2 separate regions of the Rattus norvegicus genome follow, and region 2 is linked to region 1. Evidence: chromatin contacts called from public Hi-C data. All regions are on one chromosome and are shown on one strand. Each heading gives the region's core, a stretch centred on a gene start, on an enhancer-like site or on the middle of the called end of the contact. The rest is flanking DNA. Distances are from core to core; before and after follow the strand shown.

Region 1 (7,568 bases), core at 3,799-6,298:
GGTCACATCACAGGATTGAACATGGACGTAAAGATTGCCTCGAATTCTGGAAAAAAAAATTTGTCCAGTCACTCTGGAAAAACCTGTCAAGAAAACTATAAATAGATCTACCCTATGACCCGGCTACGTCACTCCTGGGAATTTACTTGAAGGCTGCAAAGTCTGCATATCCAAAGTGACAACCTCTGAGTGATAGAAACAACCTAGATGTCCAGTAAGATGGGAGTGGGTAAGAAAACCATGGTATACGCACAATGGAACTGCTTTTGTGTTTTTCAACTAAAAACGGAAGTGAAGTTATGTTGGCAGGGAAACGTCTATAACTGGAGATACCCATGAAGTGAATTAAACCATTCCTGGTCTCATATTCAGGTCCTGTATTTTGTGTAGATTCACAGCTACACAACATATATGGGAGTGGTCTGGAAGTAAAAGCAAACTGTGTAGGGTACCAAAGACAACGGTGGACATCAGAGTGGAGGGAGCGAAGGAACAGCAGAGGGCATGCGGGCAGAAGACGCTCTGCACACATTCCGGACCTGCATGAGTCTGTCCTTGCGTGGCACCGCACCACCCTCAGTGACAAGGAAGTTTTAATGAAGGGAAATAAAAGGCAGAAAGCTGATTGGTGGCCCTATAAGACACTCTTAGAAAGTGTGTCCATAAGGAGCCACAGTTCTAGTGCTTTATTATCAAAATACGAAAAACAAAAATCAGGCTGGTGGTGTAATTGGAACAAAAACCTGTTCACCAGCATTCCATGGCTGGATCACACGGTGGAAGGAGAGAACTGATTTCAGAAATTTGACCTTTGAACTCCACATGTATGCCCAGGTACAGGTGCCAACACTAACACACACACACACACACACACACACACACACACACACACACACACTGATACTAATAAATGAAATGACTTTTTTCATTTTAAAGGAAAAGAAAAATTTATCAAAGATAGGGGAAAGAAGGTGGAGGGAGAGAACATTGAGAGAGGAGACGTCTTGAACGTCTGTGAGTGTGGAATGAAGATCCTCACGCGGGTCATCTCATCCCATCTTACAAAGTCTGCAAGATGGGGCAGCAGTGCTCGGGACAGCATTGTTTATAAAGAACTGAAAGCCGCTGGGAGTGACTGAGCCCTTATAAAGCTCTGTCACCAGACCCTCAAAGCCACGCATAAAAAGTTGTAGGTTGAAATGAGGCAATGTTCAAGCACAACAAGAACAGATATATGCAACTTGTATGCTTAATGGAATTGTCAGATATGTGTACCTTTGGTTTACATGTGTGTGTGTGTGTGTGTGTGTGTGTGTGTGTGTGTCTGTGAGTGTGTGTGTCTGTGTGTCTGTGTAGAGCAGCACCTATTAATGTATCCCATTATGCTGTTGTAGATGAGTGAAAGGGGCCATAAACATGTTTTCTTTCCTGTGTTTTTCAATTCTTTTACAGTGAGCATCATTTTTATAATCAGATGGCCCAATCACTTAATAGAAATAGCTTATTTTTCACTTAATCTTGACCCGAATATCATAGCATACTTAAAACAGTGTCATGAAAGGAATCACCGAGACCAGAGGTCATGATAGTTATATGGTAGCCATGGAAGTTACAATTAAAGAACATTTATGCCATGCTAACAAGTGTTCTGGTGCTATCAATAGTGAAGCACTAATCAGACATTCATAACAATACATAAATAGATTGATAAATAAATAGATAATTAATACATAAAGGAATACATTCCAACTATCTACAATTATTTATTTATTTCAACTCTGAAAACAATTCAACACAATAACATAATTTTATTGTTGTTTAGAGTATTTGGGGACTATCTTTGGAAATGATATAAATCACATGTGTTATTCCTACACACACACACTCTCTCTCTCTCTCTCTCTCTCTCTCTCTCTCTTTCTCTCTCACTCTCTCTCTATATATATACACATATATCTTTATATATGTATATATATTTATATATATATGAACATTAAGTTGGACACTGTAGCATGTCTTATTAACCATTAGTAACCCTCACATAATAATCTCAAGATAAAGAGTGTTATAAACGTTTTAATAGGAACATATGGTGCAGGGAAATTGACAGAATCAAGCCTTTGAAGCACGGTTGTGTTTCTCTAAAACAGAGTCATAAAAGGCTGTAGAAAATGAAGACAGATTGGGCAGAGCAGTGCCTCCTCACTACTGCGAGGCCAGGCCCACTTTTAGTCATAGGGAAATGAGCCTTCCTTCCCTCTGATAACCTCTGCACCAGTGAATAGCCCAGCTGTGCCTCACCTGTGGTCTGCGGACTCATGGTCAAAGAGTGGAGAAGTGCTAAGGAGTAGTCACAAGAACAGTGGCCTATGATGCCAGGAGACTTGGCTTGACTTGGCAGCTGTAACTAGTGCATATTCTAAGGACATTTGCAATTAGATCCATGACTTTAACTTTAGGTAAGAGGATTGTATTATCTAAAGGACTCTGTCCTGCTACACATGTCCTGATGTGTTCCCAATGAAGACTATAGACTCTTTTCCTTGGAATATTATCATAAACAAGGGAGATACTAAGATACACGTGAGCCACACTTCTTGTCCTTAAGCTAACACCAAACATAAGTACTGTATTTGAGTCACGTGGGTCCTAATAGACATTAATCAAGGTGCCCTAACTTTGTGACACTCTTGACACTGAGAATCAGGTCACTCTGCTGTCTGGTGGAGGTGGGGATTTCTTGTGCATTAATTGTCTTCAGTAGTGCAGATGGTGTCTACTCACCAAGCTACCCCAGATAAGAACTGGGCTAGGTAGACCTAAATCTTTGCTCTCCGCCTCCACTCCCAAGTAATTCTGTGTGCTAAAGTCCCTCAACCAGAAATGCAACACGATTATAAGCTCAGTACTTTAGAGTGGCGCTTGTTCCCTCTGTCATGACCCTGCAGTCTACAGAGAAGATTAAACAGTAGGAAGACGGTTTCCCTGCTGGAGAAACACCTCCCCGAAAAGACTTACAGGCCATTCTGTTCAAGAACCATTGGGTTCTTTGAACCTCTGCTTTATCAACGACACACCCAAACATTTGATTAACTGCCTGGAAGTTTAGGGAGTTATCTTCTTCCCAAAGGGCATTTCAGCTAACCCATGGCAGAATCACCCAAAACATTTCTATGATCTCCCACGATGCATCGCAACTCTGACCACTGGCTGGGCTTGAGATGGTATCAAAGTTAGCCCTCTATGCCACTCTGGTGCCACCTGGAAACAGTTCCTCTGTAGTTGGAATCTAATCTACAGGCTCAGTGAAGGGCGATAGAGTTAGAAATCACAGAAGACATCGGTGCAATAAAGGAGCAAGGGAGACCACTTGCCGTGATTTCACTGGACTCAAGTTGGGTAAGGCTACTTAAGAGCAGACCCAAGTCAGAGCAGAGTGGGTCTCCACTACAGAAAGCAGACAGATCCGTTCATAGTTGAAAGAAGAGTGTGTCCAATCAAACCTAAGTCTCAGGCCAATGGCACCACCCGTGCTATATCTCTCTGAGGAAAAGAATAGCTGTCTCCGAAAGAATTTGTTTAGATGTCATTAACTTGAAAAAAAATAAACTCTATAGGTCTTTTGGGTTTGTTGTTGTTGATGATTTTGAATATTTGGAGTGGAGAGCTGGCTTACTCTGAAGACATCACAAAGACCAGTCGAACACGAAAAACACACACACACACACACACACACACACACACACACACACACACCCCTCACTAAATTCCACATATGAGGGGGAAAAACCAAAAGTGACTTATCTTCTTTCCTTTATTGTTGCTCTTTTTTTTTAAGTGAAGATACAAAATAGAGGAATTTCTCATTGTGACCTTTATTTTAAGATGGGGTCTTGTGTAGCCCAGGCTGATTTCAAACTTACTCTGTAGCGCCCTTGGACTCCTAGTCCTCCTGCCTCTTAAGCTGAGACTACAACATTTACTACCATGCTCAGATTATGTGAGAACTGAACCCAGGGCTCCCTGTATTCTGGAGAAACACCAGCAACTGAGCTACAACTCCGCCCATGAGAATGTTTCAGAAATTATATATTGTTGTAGCTTTCTTATACCCCACTTCCCTTTTCCCTCTCCTGCTAGTGATTCTAGCCATGTTGCCAAATATTCTGTCTTCTGTCTTCCTCCTCTCTCTCTCTCTCTCTCTCTCTCTCTCTCTCTCTCTCTCTCTCACACACACACACACACACACACCTTACTAAATTCCACATATGAGGGGAAAAAAAACAAGAACTTTTTTAATTCCCCCCTCACCCTCTTTTCTTCCCATTCCTCTCTCCCTTTAAACTCCCTACTCCTCAAGCCCTCAAGGTGCCCCCCTTGTAAGTCATACATACATTTAAATCCAGATAAAGGTGGATTATCGTTAATCCATCTGATTATCCTCACTTCCCCTGATCCTTCCTCTCTCTACAAACCATCCCCTGCTGTCATTTATCAAGACTGGCGTGATTCTGTGGAATTCCACTCATTTTTCATCAGGGCTCTGACCTCCCCCAACCTCACAAGCTAGGCACATCCTGGGAGAGAGCCCATGCCAGGCACGGGGTGGGGGAGGAAGCAATCAATGAGTTAGGACTTTCCCACACTTAAGGGATCGATTTTATCAGTGTTTGGACATTGGGTGTCAAGGCTGGTCACCCAAGGGGAAGCCAAAGGTTGAAGACTGCAGGGGGTGGACCCCAACAGCAGGCAGCGGCAGGCTTCAATCCCAGACCATCTCCTGGACCGGACTCTAATACCTGCTTCATTCAAAGGCACCTGCAGCCTCCACTCAGATCTGAAAAAGACTCCGGTTAAGTCACAATCACTCAAAGAAATAGAAATCTAGAAAAAGCCTCTAGAAAAAGCCTTGAGCTCTACCTCGGTGACTACACTGGGATTGTCCAGCCAGTCGCCGAGTCTCTCTCCGTTAACATGGCTCTCTATCCCAGTAATGCCTCGTCCAGATCGTCTGCGTTTCTTTTCCCTTGGCTGTTCTCAGGACAGTGATGAGAACTGCTTTCATCAGAGGTGAACGGAAGGTGAAACCCAAACCGGTCCGGCTGCTCCCTGGGAGCATGTTTGAGCCCAGCGGCTGCAGCCCGCTGGAGACCCCAGCTCCCCGTCCTTCCCTGCTACTTTGGAGACCCCAGCTCCCCGTCCTTCCCTGCTACTTTCCCTCTTGCAACTGCACTCTGTACCTCCGGGCAGTCCGACCCCCACTGTTCTCACCTGCTCAGAACCCCTGTCTAGAGTAGGGCTCAGAACCCATAAAACTGCCTCCGGTGTGTTCTAGTGAGTTAGCAGTGACCCTCAGCTGCGATCCCACTGTGGGAAACAAAGTGAGGGAGGATAAGACAGGCGTCTTCACCACATTTGTCTCCACATCTTTAGGTCCCGGGGTGGTACCGTGAACTGCACACACTAGACGAACTGTAATAATCGCTAAGTGTGTGGGGCTGCAGATTTCCTCTAAACAAGGTATTTCCTGGACTGGGAGATAAATCAGCCGCCGAAGTGCTCGCCTTGCCAGGATAAGGACCTGAGTTCGCCCCCTTAAGAACCCATGTTTAAAAAAAATAAAATTATTTATTTATTTATTTATTTATTAAAAAAAACACTAAAACAAAAGAGAATTAGACAATCCCAGTGCTGGGGAGGCAGAGACAGGCGGAGCCTGGGTCTCGGGACACCCAACTTAGCTTATTTGGTGCTTCAGGTCCATGAGAGACCCTGGCTCAAAAGCACTATAGACAGCACTTAAGGAAGAACAGCCTAGGCTGACCTCTCTCACACACATACATATACATGTACATACACACACCTGCAACACACACATACACATACATGTACATACACATACACACACACCTGCACCACATACATACACACATACACACATACCTGTACCACACATACATACATACACACACACACAACACACACACCTGAACCACACACACCTGACCCACATACGTATACATATACACATACACACATACCTGTACCACACATGCATACATACACACATACACACACCCACAGCACACACACACATACACACACCCAAAACACACACACACATACATATATACACACACATAAACACACACCTGTACCACACACGCATATACACACATACACACACATGCATGTACATATACACACCTGCAACACACACACCTGAAACACACACCAACACACATACACATATACATGCATATGCCTGTATCACACACACACACTGTATCACACATATATGCACTACATCACACACATACACATACGTACACAAGCTACTCCCACATACTTTTTACTCCCAAGTCCAGAAATCAGAAATCTGATTCGCATGTGTGATCCATGTATATATACATTCAGATGCTGCAGAAGCCCAATATGCTGATTGCTGTACCTAAAACTATGACACTGGCATTTCCCCCCGCCACTCCACCAGTTCTCAGTTTTCTGCCTGACCACTGCCTGCAGCCCCGCCTCAGCCACTCTGCAGTTTCTAGTACCTACACAGCTGGATGAGGGGCCCAGGCATCACCACCCACAATTCTGCATTCTGCAATCTCTCCCTTCCCACACCAACCCACTCTCTCTGCCCCAAGCAAGAAGGCTATGCAAACGAAAAACTGGTCTAGGAAACGCAGGTCCCAGTGACTCAGAAACCAGCTCAAGGCCATACCTCTATGACCTGTGAGCTTCCCATTAATTCAGCCTTTTCCTGATACCAGCTGTCAGCAAGAATGACTGGCCTGTCCTCTGCTGACCACAAATGTCCTGCATACCTCTCTTGAGTAGTAAGGCATTGTTTCCCAGCTCCAAAACTTCCCAGACTCTCCTTTGGGGTGCTAGGGGGAATTCTGAGAAGTGTCATTTTCCCATGGCCGGTTGTTTTCTGATCAGTTCTGAAAAGGGTCAAGGGGGAGACTAAAGGCTACAGAAGGGGGAGCCCAGGGAGGGGCCTCTCTGGTTAAAGTTCTTGCTGCGCAATTGTTACCCGGATGTTTGCATACCCAGAACCACTGAAATGCTAGGAGGTGTGGTGATCCTCTCATAGCCCCATCCTTACAAGGGGTGGAGGGGTCCTCAGAGCAAGCTGGCATACAAGACATTTATCAGCAAGCTCTGGGCTTTCCTGAGAGACTCTGCCTCAATGAATAAGGTCGAAAGGAGGCCAAGGATGATTCCCAACATCAACTTCAGGCCTCTACATGGGCATGTGCACATGCATGTACATAATCGAGCTCACGTACACGTAAAAGGATGTGTACACAGGCACAACACATACGCATGAAAAATGAAGGAAGAGTGTGTTCCCTTCTTGGAGCTTCTTTCCCAGTCCCACTGGCAACCCCTACTCCCAGCACTTCACCCCACAGCAATAGGCAGAGGAGGCCTCCACCTCCCTGAGCCAACATCATGTGATTTCTCAGAGTGGGAAGGGAAGGTACAAGCTCCAGAAAGCAATATGGCTTCTGCCTCAGAGGTGAGAACTACAACCCAGAACCTCCCTCCAAGCC
Region 2 (7,649 bases), core at 4,317-6,816, 55 kb after region 1:
TGGAAACATCTTTCCGGCTATGTCTGAGGTGCCAGGGAAGCCAGTCTGAAGGGAAAGATAAAATGCTCACACGCCTGAGCCTATGAGGACTTCCGCCAACTTACCAACAGGAATTGGCTTTGCCCCTCGACATTAAGGTGGATGGGGCTAAGGACGTTCCCTCCTTGGGCTCAGTGAAGCTGGTAGTCCCGTGAGCTTAACAAGTACCCAGAGAGAACCCATGTCTTCATGACTGTTCTCTCAACCGCCACTCCCCAACTAGGAAAGAGAGCGAAGTAGTTTCCAGCTCTAGGGCGACCTGCCTCTCCCACCGGTTGTAACATTGTCTCTCCTAAAGAGAGGGACAGGACTTAGCACGGTGTGGTGGTCCATTGTCTACCTGCTTTGGAGATGGAGGCAGGGGGACCACAAGGTTGAGGTTGGCTATACAGTGAGCTCCAGGTCAACCTGGGATACATAAGACCCTGTCTCAAAAAGAAGAGGGGGGTGGGGCAAAGAGGAAGGGTCAGAGAAGGAGGAAGAAGAGGGGAGGGAGGGGACAGAAGGAAAAGGAGGAGGTCCCTGTGACATTTACAACACCATTTTGTGATGTCAAGGTTCACAGGTGACCACTACTGGCCAGTGAGCAGGCACTCTGGTTAAAATGCCACTCACTCCCTGAGTGACGTTTCTTCTGACTTAAGACTGACCTGGTGACATTAGACTTAGCCACATCCTTAGGACAGAAGGATCCCTGGAGTTCGGGCCAAGGAACTGGGGGCTACTGACTTCTACTCGTCCTCTTGGGGTCTTTCTCTCGTCACCCTGAACCCAAGGCAGATCCTAAAAGCAGATGGGAGGACCCTCAACTTAGCCCAGGCTAATCTTAGGGGAGAAAGAAAGGGAGGAGCTGGCTGCAGGCTGGCTTTCTGAGTTCTGTTGAAATGGGAGTCTCTGGGAAACAGATTCTCCTTACCCAAGGTGATTTGCCTTCAGGATGGGGAGGTTGGGGTTGTGTGGTAAAGGTGTGCCCTCCCTTTCCATAGGTTGATAGACACCTTTAAGGATATCCGGGAAAAACTCACCCTCCTATTGGGAGCCTGGAAGAGGGACAAGCGGGTAAAACAAAACTGTTGTCGTGGGGTTCACCTTCCCTTAGGAGACCCCATAAAACTATTCTCAGGAGCCTGGCCCTTCTGGTGAGCCCCTTTCCTGGGACTAAACACCTTTGCTCAGAAAGATTGCTAGGTGGAATAACTGATGGAAACCTCCAAGACCCAATGAGCCCTGGGGGGCTGAAGCGAGCCTGAGGCTCCAACTGGCAGAGCAGAGAGCCTGCTTCTTAGGAGGAGCCTCCATAGTGAGAGCTTCCTTTATTTTTATTTTTAAATTAACCCTGCAAAGCACCTTTAGCTAAGAGGATGGGACATCTTGAGTTAAGACCAGGAAATTGACCACAGGGCATTCTAGGTGCTGGTGGAAGGAATTTGTCCCAGGCACCACCTCTAAGGAGACATTTTTTTGGGAAACCAAGAATGAGGGCTGATTGCTTCCTCTTGGGATGGTTGTCTCTGGAGAGGGATGTCTCTTGAGAGAGAGGCAAGCTCCCATCCACCCCAGGCCTTTTCCAGGTAGTTTAGTCTCTGGTCTTCATACTCCCCAGAGGTGGGAGGTCCCTCTGGGTTACAGTCACCAGGTGCCTCAAGAATTGACTGGTAGGTGTGTGGGTGGGGTAGGGGGCGGACAGAACAGAGGCAGACAGGCTATCACGCTCCCTCATCAAATACAAAAGGGACAGAAAGTTAAAATGTCCCTTTCAGGGGACATTTTAAGCATACATTCAAGCATACATTTGCAGAGGCGGTTAGGGAACACGTTGCTGGGAGGTCTGACTGCTGAGCTCACACAAGCAAACAGCCCAAAGGCCGCACTTATTCAGATATTTATTGCTTACCTACAAATCTGCTACTCTGCCTCTTTTCCCCTTGCCGCCCCATGTTGCTACAGCCATCCAGCCCAGCGCCTGCCCGGGCTTACCTGGCTCTCCCTTCCCAAAGGAAATTGTGGCTGGAAAAGCAAAGAACAAACATTGCATGCCTCAGCGAAAAAATGGAAATCACGGAAGAGCGTCTGGGAGCCCTGGGCATGGGGACCTCATGTCCAGCCAGAAGCAGAAATCCTGCGAGATTATTTCGTGTGGACGCAGTCCTGGAACTGTAAGACCTAAGAAATGGGGTGTCCCTTTCATGGACTTTGAATGTTGCCAGGGGTCGAAGTCTTCCTGGGAGGGGTGCAACTGTTAGCCCGCACTGAACTAGTATTTCCTAGAAGTTGGGACCCTGTTGAAAATGGCTTTAGACAAGGTCCCCACCTTGCTAAGGACTTTTGGAGTAGGGAAGGCTTTAGTCCCTAATTCTTCGTGTGGAGAGAGTGCACGTAGCTGAGCCTTCACACCCTCTGTCCACAGGAGCTGGATCCTCTCTAGGGCACACAGCATTCCCCCTACCCCCTCCACCTACCCCTGTCCCCGTTTGTGCTGGTAGGAGGGGAGATCAACAGACCTCCACCAGGGAGATTGGGCCCTGTACCGCTGGAGAGAGAAAAGGTGGGGGGATCCCAGATGAGGACTTCCCAATAACTTCTCTTGGGATCCACCTCAACTTTTCCATCCCTCACACCCAGGAGACTGCAGACCCCACAGCATCCACCTCCAGAGAGGAGGTTCTGGCTAGAACAGAGCAGCAGCCTCTTGCTGGGTCAGTAATCTAAACACAGTCCGCACCAGGGTGCTTCCCCTTCCTCAAGCTGAGGTCCACTGGCCTGAGGAATGCCAGATTCTGCCAGAATCAAGTCAGGAAGAGGCCTGGGTGACAGAAAAAGTCAAGTCACAGTGGACTAAGCCCCTGAAGGGCTTCTGGGAGTGGGCTTTTCACGTTCAGCCACTCTTAAACTGAGGTGCCTGACAGACAGCCTTCGCCTGATCATGGCACACAAGATAACTCTTGGCACCTGGAGAATAAGGGGCACCACACACACACACCCGCGCCCCTCAACTCTCACTCTCCAGGTTGTAAATGAGAAAGCCTGGGCATCTGCAGTGCCTTCCCCGCCCCCAACTCCCTGTAGACAAGCACTTCCCTGGTCCCCTGAACGAGGCTGCACGCAGTCGAATCCTCACAGGAAAGAATAGGAGTTGGAATTCCGGTAGAGATAAGTCTCCTCCTGGAAAGACCACTGACTGCGAGCAACGCACCACTGCCACCTCCCCCACCCCGGGGCCCCTGCCCGTTCACCGCAAGGAAAGTTTTCCAGCAGTTTCTCAAAAGTTCCAGACAGTTTCTGGGCTTTTGGCGCCCCCTCTGGATGTTGCCGAAAATTGCAGTGCAATTTTCATTTCAACTTGTTTAAAAAGTTAACACCCCCCCCCAAAAAAAAGACTCAAGAATATAAAAACGCTTGCGTGGAGGCATAGAAACATGTAAGACGTTTCATGATTTAAAATGTCGTAGCACATTACATCTCTGCATATGTTGTATTAAGGGTAAATGTAAGTATTCATGAACAAATACTCAATAAAATATTTCAAAATGCCTTATAAGGCCACTGTCGTTCTCGCTGCCTTTAGAAAACGTGGTAATTACAACAAATTACAACTCGCTGGTTTAATACATCTGACAGTGGTCCCTGGTCTCTTCAATCGGTTTGAGGATCACATAAATACCTTCATCCCAGAGCACAGAAAATCCGCCCCCCAACTCTGAAAAAAAAAGATATATTTTCTTACACATTGTGAGATACGAATAGATGGCTATTGTCTGTACGTCTCTTAAGCTCGTAAACAGACTATAGGGTGGTAGTGACACAATGCGAGTAACATTCGTTTGAAAAGAAACCCGACCGAACCGAGTCGTAGCTTACTGTTTTCCCGAGTTCCTTTCCCTAAATAACAAATGTCCACTTCGGAAGAAAACGAAGGGGAACGAGCTTTTCAAAAGCACCCCGAAGAAAAAATTCGTTTATATCTAAGTGTCCACACTTAGCAAATTGGAGGGTAGGAACCTGTCTTCGCTAGAACACAGGCCGGTTCACTTTATCAATAATTTAATAAGTCCAAAGCGAAGTTTTGCAAGAATCAGAAAGGGGTGCTTAAATGAATTTGTTTATCTTTTTTTTTTTACACCGTTGTGAGTTTGTTTGTGGTTCCGAGGGCATGTCGCCCGATGGCAACTAAGATTTTTTTATTCGTTCCAGAAAAGATAATTCCTCCCTTATCCAACTTTGCTCTAAGAGTTTGAATAAACACGGATCTTCGGCTCCAAGCACTCTTAAAGTACAACGGACACCTACGTGGCCTCCCCCAGAACGCCCACCTGTGTGCAGGTCTAAAAGGACGCGACTAAAGTTCAGACGCCTAGCGCTTCGCCTTCCCAGGTTATCTGGTAAAGGAAGGCCCAAGCGAGGGAGTCACAAGGCTCCGCCAAAGTGGCCCGTTTTGTCTGGAGTCTCCAGTCCAAGTCAAGGGCCTTCTCGGCCTCACCGTCCTGCGCTGCCACCTTTGCAAACTTCACTCTCAACACCGGAGCAGTTTTTGCAAACTCCAGTAGCGAACCTGATGGTGTTTGTGACTCAGCCAGGAGGCTAGAAACAAAACTCTAAAGTAATAATCCTGACTCCAAGGGGCGTCAGAGTGCTGGAGGGGCCGGGGAAGGACTTGTCAGTTCAAGGTCGGCGTGGCCCAAGGGACCGGCCGCTAGAGCCCGGGACTGCGCGGTCCCCGCCGCCAGCTTTCGCCGGTGCTTGGCTTTGGTTTTCATTGATTCCCACTGCGAGAGCGCAGCAGAATCTCCAGCCACCACCACACCGGCCTCGGTGAACCAGAGCGCGTTAATCTATTTATATGGATTATTACAGAGAACAGCGGGCGTTGAGTCACCCAAACATTTGCTTCCAAAAGACAATTTCTAAGCACTTTTTGGGAAGCCGGCAGACTCCAGGCGCAGAAGCTGAGCTCCGCTTTGACGAGCAGCTGTTGCAATTTCCATTGCTGTAAACGCCAGCAAAGTCCCGGGTACCACGGAGACAGCATCGAAAAAGTAGTGGACTGTGGTGGGGGGGGGGGCGGGAGGGATAGTGGGAGGGGGGTCCTAGTCTAGACATGCGCGCGTACACACACACACACACACACACACACACACACACACACACACACACACAAGGAGACCGTTCCAAAACTGTGACATTCGGAGAGTAGAGAGCAAACTTACACACTCGGACGTCCCGGGTCCCCCGCCTGCCCCGCGCCCCCCCCCCCAAGTCCCCTCACCCCACCATCCCCATCCACCCTCCGGCTGAGCTTCCCTCCCCTCTCCTCCCCTCGAGTCTCGTCACCCAACCCGGAGCCACAATCCTCCCCCCACCCTTTCAAAATCCGGTCCAATCAGCGACTTGCCAACCCTGATGACTGCCGAGCCGTGATTGGTCCGAGGTCTCTAAGGTGAAGGGGGAGTATTTATTAAAGAGACTCTGGGCTGGGAGCCGGAGAGCTGAGAGCGTTGCTCGGAACTGTCTGGAAACTTCAGTGGGAGCGACAACTTTACCAGTTTCGGTCCAGGAACTTTTCTTTGCAAAAGAGACGGGGTGCAAGTAGCCCTGGTTTCGTTCTCTGTTTTCCCTCCCTCCTCCTCCGCTCCGATTCGCCTTCCCCGGGTTTGGAGCGGGCAACTGAGCACTGGCCACCCAGCGCCTCTGCTAAGTGCTCGCCGCCGCAGCCGGGTGACGCGCCAACCTCCCCGGGAGCCGTTCGCTCGGCGTCCGCGTCCGGGCAGCTGAGGGAAGAGGAGCCCCAGCAGCCGCGGCTTCTCTCCTTTCCCGGCCACCCGCCCCCTGCCCCGGGCTCGCGTATGAATCTCCTGGACCCCTTCATGAAGATGACCGACGAGCAGGAGAAGGGCTTGTCTGGCGCCCCCAGCCCCACCATGTCGGAGGACTCGGCTGGTTCGCCCTGCCCCTCGGGCTCAGGCTCCGACACGGAGAACACACGGCCCCAGGAGAACACGTTCCCCAAGGGCGAGCCGGATCTGAAGAAGGAGAGCGAGGAAGATAAATTCCCAGTGTGCATCCGCGAGGCGGTCAGCCAGGTGCTGAAGGGCTACGACTGGACCCTGGTGCCCATGCCGGTGCGCGTCAACGGCTCCAGCAAGAACAAGCCACACGTCAAGCGGCCCATGAACGCCTTCATGGTGTGGGCGCAGGCTGCGCGCAGGAAGCTGGCAGACCAGTACCCGCATCTGCACAACGCGGAGCTCAGCAAGACTCTGGGCAAGCTCTGGAGGTGAGCGCGCGGGCTGCCACGGAGGGCTCAGTGGCTACCCGGGACGCGGGCTGCACTTACCGACCCCGCCCCGCCTCCCTGAGTTGTGCATCCTGGGGTCTTCGGTCCAGGATGCAGGGCGGGGAGGGCGGGGAGGGCAGGGAGGGCTGGGGGGGGGGGGACGCAGCTCAAAGTTTGAGAAAGTTCTTGGGATTGCTCTTAGCGATGGCGGGGAGTTGGGGGGTGCGCGGTGGAGAGTGGCGTGAATGTAGGAATGTAGTGGGGAGTGAGGGGGTGTGCCACCCCGGTCCTCCTTGAAAGGAACAATTAGAGGAAGCAAGCCCACCTCCCCCCCCCCCCCGGCCAACTGCGCTCTTTCCTGGGAAGACCGAGTGAAGGGAAAGTGTAACTGAGACCGGAGTAGACCCAGGCAAGAATTGGGGAAAGCTACTGAGAACTGGTAGGGGCGTGGATCGACAGAGCGAGCTTCTTGCAATTTAAGTGGGTTTTCGGAAAGTTTTTACTGCGTGTTGGGAGGGGTGGACCGCTCCGGTAGCAAAGGCGTTTAGAGCAGCCTCAGCAGGGAGCTATTTTCGTCTACTGGGCTTCCAAAATAGGAGGCCCGGGAGGGGGCGGGGCGGGGCGAGGAGTGACCGCTCAGGTCGACTCCGAATACTTTTTTAAAAAAAGAAAGAAAAAGAAAGAAAAAAAAGTTCTGAGTCTCCGAGGAGGATGGAAAGCAGACAGAAGGGAGGAGGGGTATTGCGCGAAGGAGGGGTGGGGACCTGACAGCTCCCAGGGTTTCATTGACCCCCCCTCCCTCTTTACTTCTGCCCCCCCAGACTGCTGAACGAGAGCGAGAAGAGACCCTTCGTGGAGGAGGCGGAGCGGCTGCGCGTGCAGCACAAGAAAGACCACCCCGATTACAAGTACCAGCCCCGGCGGAGGAAGTCGGTGAAGAATGGGCAAGCAGAGGCCGAAGAGGCCACCGAACAGACTCACATCTCTCCTAACGCCATCTTCAAGGCGCTGCAAGCGGACTCCCCGCACTCCTCCTCGGGCATGAGTGAGGTGCACTCCCCGGGCGAGCACTCCGGTGAGCAAGACGCGAGTGATCCCCCAGGCCTGGCCACTCCGGGCTCCTCCTTAGCCCCCCCCCCCCAACCCCGAGAAATATCTGGGTAGGAATCTTGAGCTCCATGAAGTAAGGAAACACTATTCCCTGTATTCCCTGTCCTGGGCCCTCAGAAACAGGCAGGCAGGCGCGCGTACACGGGCGCGCGCGGGGGCGAGCGCACGCGGGGGCGAGCGCACGCGCGCGCGCGCGCACACACACACACACACACACACACACACACAC

The links. A called contact is a pair of places that touch in the nucleus more often than the background predicts.
Region 2: a contact with region 1 is called in a Hi-C map of liver, with 2.2 times the contacts expected there. The contact joins the promoter of Sox9 here to the enhancer-like site in region 1. A contact is called at or near these places in 4 of 12 Hi-C or Micro-C datasets (kidney, liver and mammary epithelial cells).

Annotation. Positions count from the first base shown.
Region 1 is chr10:98,245,588-98,253,155 of GRCr8, forward strand. No RefSeq gene overlaps it. Among named protein-coding and RNA genes, the nearest start is that of Sox9, 56 kb to the right of the region's middle. Within about 2 kb of position 5,049, at least 3 of the 93 cell types and tissues checked have an H3K27ac peak or open chromatin away from gene starts, as enhancers often do. A contact at or near this core is called in liver, where this site is marked.
Region 2 is chr10:98,300,178-98,307,826 of GRCr8, forward strand. It overlaps Sox9 (SRY-box transcription factor 9), which reads left to right and starts at 5,567. Exons shown (of 3, transcript NM_080403.2): 1 at 5,567-6,310; 2 at 7,132-7,385. The coding sequence starts at 5,880.